Regions from separate parts of the Anser cygnoides genome. Here region 2 is linked to region 1. Evidence: chromatin contacts called from public Hi-C data. All regions are on one chromosome and are shown on one strand. The core of a region is the stretch at or near the end of the contact, and the rest is flanking DNA. Distances in the headings are between cores, read along the strand shown. Region 1 holds the start of ZMYND8 (zinc finger MYND-type containing 8). Region 2 holds the start of SLC2A10 (solute carrier family 2 member 10).

Region 1 (6,233 bases), core at 3,422-5,921:
CCATGATATCAGAATAAATGCTATATGCAGGATGTCTCACGCTTGGGCATTAGAATCCCTTGGTGAAACACAGACTTCTTTCAGGATTTTGTATGCAGTTCTCATGCAGGGTTTCTACATCCTGATACCCACAAGCCTTGCATGTGCAGTGGGTTGGGCTCATCACTGTGTTGGCACAGTCTGGCCGTGATAAGTTCACATGCACTCTGGTGTGGTTCAACTTCAAGGTGGATATGCTTTAGGTCTGACGTGCAGTATATCTGCGTATGTCCCACAGCTGCTTTCCAGGTAACTGAAGAAAGAATTTGGTTGCAGATCAAATACAAAATAAATTATATCTGTTCTATTTCCTATAGAACATCCAATTTAAATGTATACTAACAAAAATCCTGTTTTATATAGGATATCCAACAGCCCTACTCCCAGCTGTTAAGTCTAATCTAGGGGTGAAAGAGATTAAATATATGGCCTTATGCCTTAAGATAACATAGGCCATAGCACCTCTTTTGAAAAAGGTACAGCTGCTAAAACAAGGCTCAAGGGTGTGTGTTGTTTTTTTTTTTTTTTTGGGGGGGGGGTAAAGATAATTTTGGCAGATGATTGAACGTGAATGGAGATTTTCTTTGGAAGCAAACATACATGAGGCAGTAGTTAAAAAGGCTGTCAGAAGAAAATTTCATAATGCACCAGACATTCAGTGTGTATTACAAAGAAAATCAGAATTTTAATCTGTAGATAGTGACTGATCAGTGTCATCCACAAGTAACCTAAATCAAACGTATGCAAAGATGTTGTTCACCAGGAAAAATGCAGTTCTCCAGCAGTAGTTTCTGGTGTAATTTACAGAATTACCAGCCTTCTTAGGCAGGTTAATAAATTTAGCATCCAGCATGATTCTAAAATTTCAGGAGCTGTCTTTCCAGATCTTGCTGGATTCTCTGTCAGCTGGCAGTCTTGTCCTCTGGTCTTTAAGCAGTTACTGATACTTGGGTAGATTCAGATTAAAGCGTAGAAGGGGGTGGGGAGAGGGGACTCTTAAAGGAAGGATACCGAATTACAATATTTCATGTTCCTAATCTAGAAATTAGCATTCTCAGTCCATAACTTGGAAATGCAGGATGAAGCTAAAAGCCCTTAAATGCAATGTCTTTCTCTTGCGTTTTGCTAATCCTTTGAGAATATGACATTCTTCCTTTTGTGTATCTGTTCAAAACGTTATTTTTAAAGTTTCATCTTTTGTCAAAGGAAAACATCACCTGTGTTTCCCTTTCTGCCACTGATATTTTCACCCTACAGTACTTACTCTTGGGGAGACTGTGAATAACTGGCTGCTTCCTATAGGGGAATATATCAAAACCCCTGCTTCTGTCACATAAAAAATTCTCTTCCTTGGTGTGATTTATATACTGGAAAGCCTCAAGAACAATTATTTAGCAGTATAGTTGCTTAAAATGCTGTTTTTTGTTGGTTTTTTTTTTTTCATTCTTTTTGACAGTGGTGTTTGATGTGTGCACTTTCTGGAGATTCTGCACAGTGGGCACAGTTCTTTGCAAAGAGCTCTAAATATAGTAGGTTGCACTTCTAACATTATCTTTAATTTCCTTTTGACTGTATTTGTGCTTTCCATCTTTCCCTTGGTTTCTCTCTTTAGCCTTTTTTTTTCCCTGCATCACACCCATGTTTTCCTTTAACATCTCCAAAGCACTGAAAAGGACAAATACTAGCTAATCTAATCTCTCCGCCCTCTCTTCTGCTTTAACAAAGCTTTTAGCTTCCCCTGTCTCTCTCTTTTGTTTTCTTTTCCTTTCCTTTCCTTCCCTTCCCTTCCCCCTCCAAAAAAATTCACCACTCCTATGTAAAATAATCGGTCGCACAGGACATGAGTTCATTGTAACTTAACAGACAGAATCTTCTGAGTTTTCCAGATGTACCTGTGTGTTGTTATACTGGGCTTGTATCTCCAGTTGTAAAGTGTATGTAGGGACAAGAAAACAAAGACAAGGATATTTAATGCTTTTCCCTCCTGATTCCTGATGGAATTATTTTGGCTATTTTAATAGCGTGTCTAATGGCTGAATGCAATTGTCAGATTTACTTTCTACGTTTTCGTCCTTGTTCTTGCTAATCACTGAAGGATTATAAATTTTCCTTTTGCATTTGGGCCACCATTTTCTTGAATCAAGAGGATAGGACCCTAGGCCTTTTCTAAGGCTGCTTCTGCTTCTGTCTGCTGCATGCTGATTCTCTCCTATCAGTCCAAGCGTGTCAGTTTGGCAGTGTTCCCAGTCACCATCAGCGCTGCTGCATTCTCGGAGTCAGGTCTGGCTTAGCACAAGGCATGCACAAATTCAGTGTGTTAAGTTTTACTCCCTTGCTGTACTTCATTGGCATTAGGATATATATTTAATAAATAGAATAATATTGAAGTAGAGCAGTCAATTAATGAGCCGATAATCCTCTTACTTAGATATGCTTCATGGATCAAAATTTGGATATTTGTGTGTTGGGGGCTGGTATCTCTGAGTGGCATAGGGCTTTAGGTATGCAATAAGAAAAGAAACTGATCTTGAATGATTTAAACTGTTAAAACTGATGCAAGTGTTCATTTGAATGTCATGCATTTCCAGTGCTGTCTTGCTGCTGCAGTGGGCTGTATGACTCCCTTTATAGCAGCACTCTAGTTTCTGCTACATTCTTAAAACAGAACAAACTGCCAGTGTAATCCATGAGCCTTCCTGCTCCCTGCCCTGAAAAACATTGCCAAAGCTAAAAAGGGAAAATGCTTCCAGCAGGGACTCCAGAATTACTTACGAGATGAGAATTTATACTCTGGGCTGTTAATCCACTGTTGCGGCCTAAAACACAGGAACACAAAAAAATGTAAGCATGGTGATAGGATGGTTTGGCAGTTTTCCTTTGACAATGATATCTCAAGAAACAATCTGAATTCAGTATGGGACAATGCAGAGTAGCAGTATTAATTTTACTGAGTAGCATAGGTATGAGTCATGTCGGCTCACAAGCAAAGAGGTTTGTATGGTGAAGTAGTTATATTGTGAAAGATACTGGTTGGAGCTAAGGGGGGGCATAAGCCTTATTTGTGGTGATTGTTTTCGGCATAATTTGCACTTGGGTAAAGCTAGTGAAGTGCATATATTCTGTTTGTCACTGGTCTTGATTTATGGGAGAGGGTTTTCTATAATCATTTTTGCACAATTCTAAATCTGTTGGCATGACGTTTATTTTGCTTTTGTTATTTCAGCTTGTTTGATAATTATTGTTTTAATATTGAATTTCTCTCTCTACTACTCCATTAGTTTTTCTTTTTGTATAAATAATCCTTTGATAATATGCAGTGTGTGTCAGAATCACCTTTTCGTCTACAATTTCCATTATAATTTGTTCATGGCTATAGAATGCCAATACCTAACTACCTAATACAGACGCAAAATTCTGAACAGAATGTAATGCCTTGGTGGGGCATTTCTAAAGATTTGACCTTTGGAATACTCATATGGAGTCGACACTTTCTTCCTTCCTGGCACAGCGATAAATCCTCCCACTTTCACTGCATTAGGAAAGAGAACTGAATCACAGAATTTTAGGGAAAGGAATTAATGCATTTTTGAATAAAATGTTTGGGAATTGGCTCGAGATCAAATGGATCACTTCCACGCTGTTTTCTCATTTTGTTTCATTTGCAGAATTTCAGTAGAAGATAAAAGGTAAAGCAAAAAAAAAAAAAAAAAAAAAAGCTGGACAGCTATATTAACATTTTTGTGAAAGCAGACCGACAGTGTGCCACATAAAGAATTCTACTTCTTTTTAGGGCCTGCCTTATATCTTAAAAAGTACCAAGTCCTACAGGGTTAATAGACAGGAAACTGCAGCTGCAGCGGACTCATACGGAAGTCAGATTTTTGTTGAACAGCCAGCCCTAGCAGGCCGAAAGGTGGGGGCCGCGGGGGGGGGGGGGGCGGGAATTTGAGAGTACAGTATCTGGTGTGATACTGATATTTTGGGCTGTTCTCTGCAGCATTTTTTATAAATGGGGAAGGCACGCAACGAATGCCAACAACCCTCTTTGAGAATGCAATTTCTTTTGTATCTTAGTTTCTGTAGAAATCAGCCGTCAGGTTTTTCCCATGCAGGGCTTGGCGTGCAGTATGTAAAACACTCGCACTGTCAGCGTGTGCTTGCTCCTGTGGGTGTTGGTGTGCAGGAGGATTCTCCCCGAATTTCCACATTTTGATTTCCGTCCCTCCTGTGCACGTTCACTTCCAGTACGTTTTGTCCTCTTGTGGCCTCGCTTTCCCTGTGCAACACGTTGCGGGCCACCAGATAAGTGAATTTAGCGTTTTGTTTGGAATGAGTAGCTTTTGTGACCTGGGTGAACTCTTCCTTCCTCAGGTTTAAAATATCCAGCTGCCTTCAGCAGCGGCGTGCTGGGGCACGCTTGCTCAGGCAGGCAGTTGGTGATCACTTCCCTCGGCCTGAAAATCTGTGTGTTTTATAGGGGAGGTGGATATTTGGGGGCCCTTCCCAAGTTTCTTTTGCTGCCACGGGCCTAGCTTAGCCTGTCTCCTCTCTGCACAGGATGGCTCCTGCTTGCCAGAGCTGCACAAAGATAATCGCTCAGGAAGTGTTTCAGCCAATCCCCTGAAGCTTTACATTCAGATTTAGCAAAGTAGCCAATCCAGGATTAGCTTTTATTGGGAAGACAGATCATCAAGCTGAAGTGCCAAGCCCTTTCTGTCTGAGTACTGAGAGCCTGTCCTCCATGTTTTATAAGTATTGACATAACACTGTGTTAACAATGCATCCACAGAGGTAAGCCTTACTTTTTACATTTTTTTTTCTCTAAGACCTATGAGTTGTGGGTTGAGAGTGTGATTCTCTGTGATTTGTTGTGCAAAACTCACACCACAGCACTTTATTAAGTTGAAACTGTTTAAATTTGCTTTCTTGGGTCACATGGTTAGTAGCCATTAGCCACAGCTTTATTTTGCAGACTGGCAAAACCTTGGCATACCTACTTCTGCACAGGAGGATGGTGTTTTTAGAATTTAACAAGATCCTGGTATTCCAAAGAAGCTTTCTCTCTCTGAGCAGTTTGCCAGCACTATTGTCTGTTGTGTCACATGCCTGCTGAAGAGAAAATGGAAGCTAGGGAGCAGATGCATTTAACTGCCCTACAGGGAGTCAAGCAGGGATAATGGCAGACAGAAGAACAGGCAAGTTTACCTTTCTAAACAGTGAATGGAATAGCTAAGATAAGTTATCTATGAAAAAATACGGGATTTTTAAAAACCTAGACATCAGCAAAAAGTGCTAATGGCAGATTGTAGATATTGGGCCTAGGTGGTGGTGTGCTGTTGCATCATGTTTTTTATGCAGCTTATCTTAACTTAAAACGATTATTGAACTCTTTTTCTTGCAGGAATAATTAATACAATGTGTTTCTCTTTCTGAGAGACACTGTATGGTTAATATTTTGTTCCTTTAAAAGGGAGTTTTTATGCTGCAGATTTTGGAAATGGGTTGCTGCTCAATAAAATGCAGCAGTACATCAGTTTACAAATCTGATTCTTTATGGAAAATGCTTTTGAACTGTTAGCTTTCTTCTTTTACATAGTTTGAATAAACTAATGTACCTTTTATCTGTGCCTTTTTGTTTTACACTGTATCAGCCACAGTTCTGTTGTGGAGTCCAGAGGATATAAAATCATCTGTGGTTCATGACAGTAGTACATGTTGTTCGTTCTTGTTTTTTTGTCTTTTTTTTAACTTTTGGTTTAATGCTACGTAATTATTTCAAGAAATTCCTTTTTGATCAATTCCCAAATCTGCCAGCCTGTTGTATCTTCTTAACTGGAAAAATGAGATGGGTGCTTGAACAGTTGGTAAGTAAGCAGCATGCTACTCTGAACATTTTTAATAGTTTTCCAAACATTTTGCTTTTACTGGGTCAGTTAGTCCAGCAGATGAAGTGATTTTAGTGGTTAGCCATATAAAAAATCCGATTTGTTTAGCGTCCATTTTAAGGGACTTGTACGTGTAAACTGTTCCAATTTGAATGCACGTTTTTTTTGATAATTTGCTTCTAAAGTTTGAAGCTTATACTTCCTGTTTACCTCAGGCCAGTGAAAAATATTCTACTTGCTATTTGTTCGTAGATCCTTAATTACCATGTTTGTAGGGTAAAGCGCAGTTTGGTTGTTCGTTAGGTTTGT
Region 2 (6,887 bases), core at 3,619-6,118, 260 kb after region 1:
ATTGCCCCCAGCCCAACAGAGGCCAGGATGGCGGAGGAGTTGCTCTGGAATCCCACCGAGTGGAAGATTTTGGAGGCATAGCCCAGCACGTTGGGCTGCCCAGTGAACTGCTGGAAGAGCACCAGGCCCAGGCCCACCAGAGTGCGTCTTCTCATGTTGTCTCTGGTCCTGAAAAGGTCAAGAAATGAGTAGTGCTTCTCCTTATAGGACTCCTGCTTTGCTGCTTCTCTGTCCTCAGCAGTCTGCAGTTGAATGAGACCCTTCTGGCAGTCTGAGTCCCACGAGTTTAATTTAACGGGGTTCACTGGGAGAAAGAGGATGCTGAGGAACTGCATGGCTGTCGGGGCAATGGCCAGTCCAAACATGTACCTCCATCCCTCATCCACGTCCGCAAAGACGTAATTCAGTGCATACGACAGCAGGATACCTACAGTGATGCCTGCTTCGTAGAGAGACACCAGCAGCCCTCGCTGATGGGCCGCCACCATCTCCGAGACATAGATGCAGCAGGCCATGGATGAGACAGAGATGGCAAAGCCCACGGTCATGCGCCCGATGACCAGCCCAATGAACGACCTCGCCAACGTCAGAATAAGGCTGCCGAACAGCAGGACCAAGTTGCTGACCAGGATTGCTCTCCTCCGGCCATGGCGGTCAATGAGGATGCCCCCCACCAGAGAGGCGAGGAGCGCCCCGATGAGGAGGGAGCTCACCAGAACTTCCTGCCTGAAGCAGCCGAGGTGAAAGTCTGTCTGCAGCTGCAGCAGTGCACCGGAGATAATCCCCAGCTCGTATCCAAATATCAGCCCGCCCAGGAGAGAGACTGTAGCAGACAGCAGGAGGACCAGCAGTGCACGACCTGGAAAACAAGCAAGCGATGCGAGGTTCAGTCTTCTGGCTCTAGCAGGAAAGTTATCAGCAAACAATCTGGAAAAAGCTCTTCCAGGACACACAAAGTTTTCTATTTACAAAGCTACAATGCCAAATCTCCCCAGAAGTCCCTAGGCCGCGTGTAGAGGCACTTGCACATACTCACATGACCTACCAGGCCTGCACACACTGCCAAGGACTGCAGGGGCACCCACTGGGGTGCAGAACCATAAAAACAGGGCTGTGTTAACAAAGCAAAGACTCATATTTAAGTGGAGGACAGTGATCTGCTTTTCTGGAGTTGTACAGGAACCCACCGTGGTCTCTCTTCATCATTCTGATGGCAAAAGCTGGTCTGGGCAGGAAATGCTGCTTCCACTTTTTGGGTTTGAACTCCCCGTGTTACCATTATAAAGTTTCAGTCCATGGTTTGCAGCTTAGAAGCATCTGTAGGAAAAGAGCCATCCCTCGTCGCCTGTGAATTTCACAAGTCACTCACCGGGACCGAACTGCCCTGGCCCAGTCCTCTTCATTACAGCTCACTTTCCCTCCAGTTTCTCACCTGATTCCTCCTTCAAGCTCCGCACAATTCCAGGATGAAACAAGTGTCACTGCCCAGCGCTCTGCATGCAACGCCTTTTCCCCCTAACCAGTTTTCGAGAAGGCCCTGCTGTTTTCCAGGCTGTCCTCTTTCCATGTCAGTGGATACCCTACATTCACCCACAGAATCTGATGCTTTTGAACTTCATTTTTATTGTTGTGAAGCATTTATCACAGAAATACCAAGTTACTAAACAACCCTAGGATCCATGGGGGTGGCACTATACTTAAAGCTTACTGAACTATCAACTTCTTTTTTTTTCCAGTTCCCTATCTGAGCCCAGGAGAAGGGAGAAATGGTTGGCCAAGTCAGTAAGTTGTTAAAGATGTTGTCTCCTTTTTTTCCCCTAACTTAGTTTTACAGATCATTTATGAATGGCAATAACCAAGGCAGCAGTTTTCCCGTTAACATCTCCTCATCAGTAAAGCAGTATCCTATAGGTATGGCTTTATTTATTATGTGATTATGTGGCCAGAAAAACTCCCCCAGTATGTGCATTCCCTCTGAACTACAGCCCAGTAACAACTCCAGGCTCTAAAATCTCACTAAAAATAAAATCTTCAGACCTCAGGATTGCAAGGTAAGGAGCGGGAATGCAAAGCCTGCAGTGAGAGCTGATGAATGCCACATGCACTTCAACCTAAGCTGGAAATCTAAAGAAACTTTTTCTAAAATACTAATAATAAAAAAGCAGCATTAACTATTTCACTGCTGAGTACATTAGTGGGAGGTTGATGGCTGTTCTTCACAGCTGCAGGCAGGAACAAATATTGGGATGAAGCAGCAGGGCAGTTACTTTTTGTCAAAGTTTGCAAAGGTGGGGATGGGGATTTAAATTATATTTCTATTGTCTAAGAGACAGCAGAGAGTAAGTGCCTTGCTGACGGGACCACAGCCCTCAGTTCCTGGGGGGCCCTGCCTGGCCTCTAACTGCTGTGTCTACCTTGAGTCTGAGCGAGAGAATTTGGACTGCTTTGATGGAGACAAGACAGAAACCAGAAACAGTACGTAAAAAAAAAAATCTGACTTACAGGAAATAAGGATGAACGAACAATGTCATTAAAAATGCTGCTCGCAAAAGTTTATTCCTCCTAGTTAATCCTGCACTCTTGGCATTACTTTGTGGGAATGACCCTGATTTCTTCACCTCTCCTTCACTACCTCTCGGTGCCCAGGATCACCAAGCCAGGCAAACCTTCTCGGGCTGATCTAGCTCTGCAGCACGAACTTCCTGAGCTGAAAACCTCCCTGTTGCCTGCCCCAAATACAAGAAGTGATTCTTTGACCTTGCCTTTCTCATACAGCTGAGCATGCAAGTTTAGTAAGTATTTAAGCTTACTTAAAATAAGAAAAAACAACAGCAAAAGCAAAGCAAACCAAACCCAAACCAACCAACCCGCCCCAACCAACCCTACAAAAACAAGGTGCTTGCTGCACACGCTTCTCGCCCTGGGGAGAGGATGAAAGGGCGAACATGTGCGAGCCATGAGTCACGTCACTCAACGTGGCAGGGGGGAGCGCACGCAGCGTGACAGCCCCCACTGCGTGGGGACCTCAGGGGAACAGCAGTGACAGTGACCTGCCTCCCCCAGTCCCAATTCGAAAGGCACAGGTAATGTGCATTAGTTTGCAGGTATCTGCTGTAATACACTGGTTTCCAGCACATAATGCTATCTGTATTCTCACATTGGCTTTGTTTAATTAGAAATACTCACAGCTTCATACTCCCAGCCTCAGTAGACCGTATGTGGAAAGAATGAGGGCACAACCACCAGACCATGGAAAACTTTTCTCACCCTGCCTACGGGGTTTTTTCCCCTCACAAGCTGTGTTTAATAGTAAGCGTCTCTATTCAGCCTATAATCACAGCTAGCACTAAAGGTTATATCTGGGAGATAGCTATGTTTATATTTGTATTTATTCTGTATCCCTCTTTCCCTTGTGCTACTTGTGCCACACCGGCTACAAGCCGACCCCTCGCGCCACGCTGTGTGACTACCTGCACCGTTTTTATCATTCCTTGTACACATGTTACGCAGATAATTAGAAAAAATATTTGCTCACTGAGAACAAAAGTCTTTGCACAAAGTGGGCAAGCCATTAGCTTCAAGCCACCAAGTCGGTTCGATACAGGCAGCCCTGCTGTGAATGCCGCAGCTGATTCGATCAGATTTTGCAGTTTTCCTTGTTAACTTAGTGGGCAGCAATAGTTCACGAACTCTGCTTGGGATCCGGCTCGGTACAGAGTCTGTTCTGGAGCTGCCGGGGTACCGGGGACCTTTCAGAGCTCATCAGGACAGCAAATCCGGTGGGTCTCAAGGGGAGCTGCGCCAGGAGATCCCCCGCCCGTGGCAAAACCTGGGGAAGGGGCTGTGGTCCAGGACGGTGCTGGCGGCTGCCCCCAGCCCTGTGTGCCTTCCCTCGCCCCACTCATGCTCTTGGCCCTGCCTTAGGGGCCGAGCCGCAGGAAATTACTGCTGTTTTGCTGCTGGAAGCGCTAAAAAAAAAGAAAAGAAAAAATAAAAGAAAAAACAAAAAAGAAAAGCTGGGCGGGGGAAGGAAAGAGGGAGGGAAGGAGGCAGAGAGATGCAGCCGGAGCCTTCAGGAAAAGTGGCCAAGTTGCCAACTTCTCTCCGCCGCTCGCAGGGGGGCTGCCTGCCTGCCTGCCGCCCCCTCCCCGGCCCCGCCCGACCCCCCCGAGCCACTCACCCATGGCAGCCCCGGGGCGCTCCGCAGCGGGGTCCGGCGGCGGCCGGAGCGGGGCCGTGCAGCGCCACGTCGCTCCTCGTCCTGCCTCCCGGGCCGGGCAGCCTGGGGCTTGTAGTCACCCTGCCCGCCCCCTGGGGGGGTCCCCGACCGGGAGAAGGGGGTGGGAGGGACGGGGGGGGGGGGTATGGGGCGGCGGTACTCGCTCGCCCCGCGGTCCCCGGTCGGGGAAAGGAGCGGCTGGGGGCGCTTCGGGGGGGTGCTGGACGGCGGGGCACAGCGCTCCGGCTCCGTCCCGGGGGGGGTCGGTGGGGTCCGGAGCAGGACCCGACCGTGCCCGGCCCCCGCAGGCTCGCCCCGATGCTCGGCTTTGCTCCTGCGGAGTGGAAAGGCTCCGGACAGCCCGCAGGAGGTGGGCTGGAAAAGGTTTTCGGAGGCTCAGCTGGAAAGGCGAGGAAAGGCTGCTAGGGGAGGAGGGAGCGTTTCAGAGCTGGGACAGGGCAGCAGGGCTGAGCGGGGACTCTTACCTCGCTCTTCGCTTGGAGACAAGGGGTCGGGCTCTCGGGCTTGTCTCCTTGCACCAGCACAGTGCTCCATGAGGCAACGTGCCTCCGTGTCCAGCTTGCCGTGCAATTAACATTCTTGTTCTGCGCAGTGGGACAGAAACCTTCCTGCTGCCTACTGCATAAAAGCCACTGGGACTTGAACTTGGATTCAAGATTTTTATTTATTTATTTATTTATTCTGAATCTGAGGCTAAATTCATGTATCTCAAATTCGAGTTTGTAAAAGCACTTTGCAAAACTTGATATAGTTAGAAGTGTTTTTAAAACTTTAACACAATGCAAACGTTGTCTCTCGGTGCTGTTCATGCAAACTGCTGTTGCTGGACATGCTGCGATGTGGTGAAGTGCGTGTGTGTGTTGAGAAGTGTGTGCGATGCTCAGAAGTTTGCTGTCACCCAGCTAGCGCAGGGACCAGAGCAGGGACAACGTGTCACAGGCTTTGGGGTGGGTTGCACAGCCTTCCCAGGGTCATGCCACACAGACTGCAGCCAAAGGATACACGGAAATGACCATAAGCCTGCGTTGTGGACTGGTGTGTGACTGCAGGAAGTATCTCATTTAATGATGTGGCTGTGACACGGCTAACACACTGTGGAGCCTGTGCTGGTAAAGCTTTTTTGTATTGGGATTGGGACCCAGTCCTGGATAGGGCTGGGGACGGTCTGCGTCAGCGGCCATTGCACCTGTGGCTGCAGAGCAGGCACAGACCTCTGACACAGACAAAAGTAAACAGGTTGGGTAAGGAAGGCAAAACACGTGATGTCTTTTAAAAGAGCTTTTCAGTGGTCATTCCACATGTTAATGAGGAATTTAGAAAAATATTTAAGGAATCCTTGTTCTTCTATGTAGGGGGATGCATGCCATGTCTCCGTTCTGGGACCAGTTGTTCTAATTCTTTACTGTCTTTTATTTATCTACTTTTTTTTCTCCAGTTCATTGCTTTGGGATGCCTTAGGTGGGCAATGCTGGATCATGTATGTCCTTTCATCCTGTCTGTTGGATATGAGGCGTGCAGTATGGGCAGCAGCTGATCAAAGGTTTTGTTCTTGCTTCTTCTCAAAGTCATAGTGAATATTAAAAGTGTTTCAAAACATCTGATTTATAAATTAAGTAAATGCTTCCCACTCATACACTGTAATTTCAATAGAAACACAATATGCAACAATACCTCTTCTGAAACCGTGTGTCTCATACAAACTGACACCTGCACAGGGATCATACGCGCGGTGGAGATTGGCTTCAAACACGGCCAGCCAACAGAACCCGATGGTGTTCAAAGAAGGAGCTTTTCAATAGGATTTGTAATTCATATTAAAGTAGATTAAATAGCTCTGAAGTCATTACTAGCTCTCATGACACTCAGAGGGAGACTTGCAATTTTCTCTCTTCCCCAAGAACCTGCATATGAGGCCAGCTTATGGCGAGCAGACATTACAGCTCTGTGTCTTGGCTCATGTTCCAGGTTTGGGGAACACATGGGAACTCTGGGAATGCAGCATGATCTTGCCCGTGATCTCTGCCCCCCACAGCCCCTCCCTGGAGCAGAAGCCCAGACATTTGGGGTGCGCTGTGCTAGGAAGTGGAGGAGATGTCACCCCATTGCACCAGGCAGAGAGCCAGGGGAGCAGCAGTCCTCGGCAGAGTAAACGCGTCCTAGCTCCATGATCTACAACTTGCCCAAACAATTCCTGCACATTTTACTACACTCCTTTTTGAATGAATTCAGCATGAGAAGGAAGAAATTATATTTTCTCCATGGTCACTCAGCATTTGTTTATCCGCCAGCATAAAGCCACCCCTGACATTTTCTGGAGGCTTCCTGTTCTCTGGCAGGGTAATAAACATTATTAGCAAAGACAGCAGGGAGGCAAGGTCCTGGGGAGTACAGCAGAGCTTTATGGTATGTTTGCAAAAGGCGGCCAAAAAGATTACATCAATATGTGCAGAAATACAGCTGCAGCATCGGCACCGTGCGTGGCTGTGGGTTACAGTCCTCTGAAACCACACCACAAAAAACTGCTGTGATGTACAGCAGGGATAACTTTGGGGAAAAAAAAAATCTTCCTTTGTGGGTTTTAAAGTGCCATACATCTTTCTTATTGTATCGTTTGTAGTTAACGGGCACTGGGGGCCTGCTCAAGTCT

The links. Hi-C and Micro-C count contacts between places; a contact is called where the count stands out from the background.
Region 2: a contact with region 1 is called in a Hi-C map of liver, with 3 times the contacts expected there. The contact joins the promoter of SLC2A10 here to the promoter of ZMYND8 in region 1. A contact is called at or near these places in 3 of 7 Hi-C or Micro-C datasets (granulosa cells and liver).

The regions. Positions count from the first base shown.
Region 1 is chr16:9,903,338-9,909,570 of Taihu_goose_T2T_genome, forward strand. It overlaps ZMYND8 (zinc finger MYND-type containing 8), which reads left to right and starts at 4,672. Exons shown (of 21, transcript XM_048072626.2): 1 at 4,672-4,830. The coding sequence starts at 4,817.
Region 2 is chr16:10,163,100-10,169,986 of Taihu_goose_T2T_genome, forward strand. It overlaps SLC2A10 (solute carrier family 2 member 10), which reads right to left and starts at 4,869. Exons shown (of 5, transcript XM_013189497.3): 1 at 4,705-4,869; 2 at 1-859. The coding sequence starts at 4,774. It overlaps TP53RK (TP53 regulating kinase), which reads left to right and starts at 5,706. Exons shown (of 3, transcript XM_013189088.3): 1 at 5,706-5,757. The coding sequence starts at 5,706.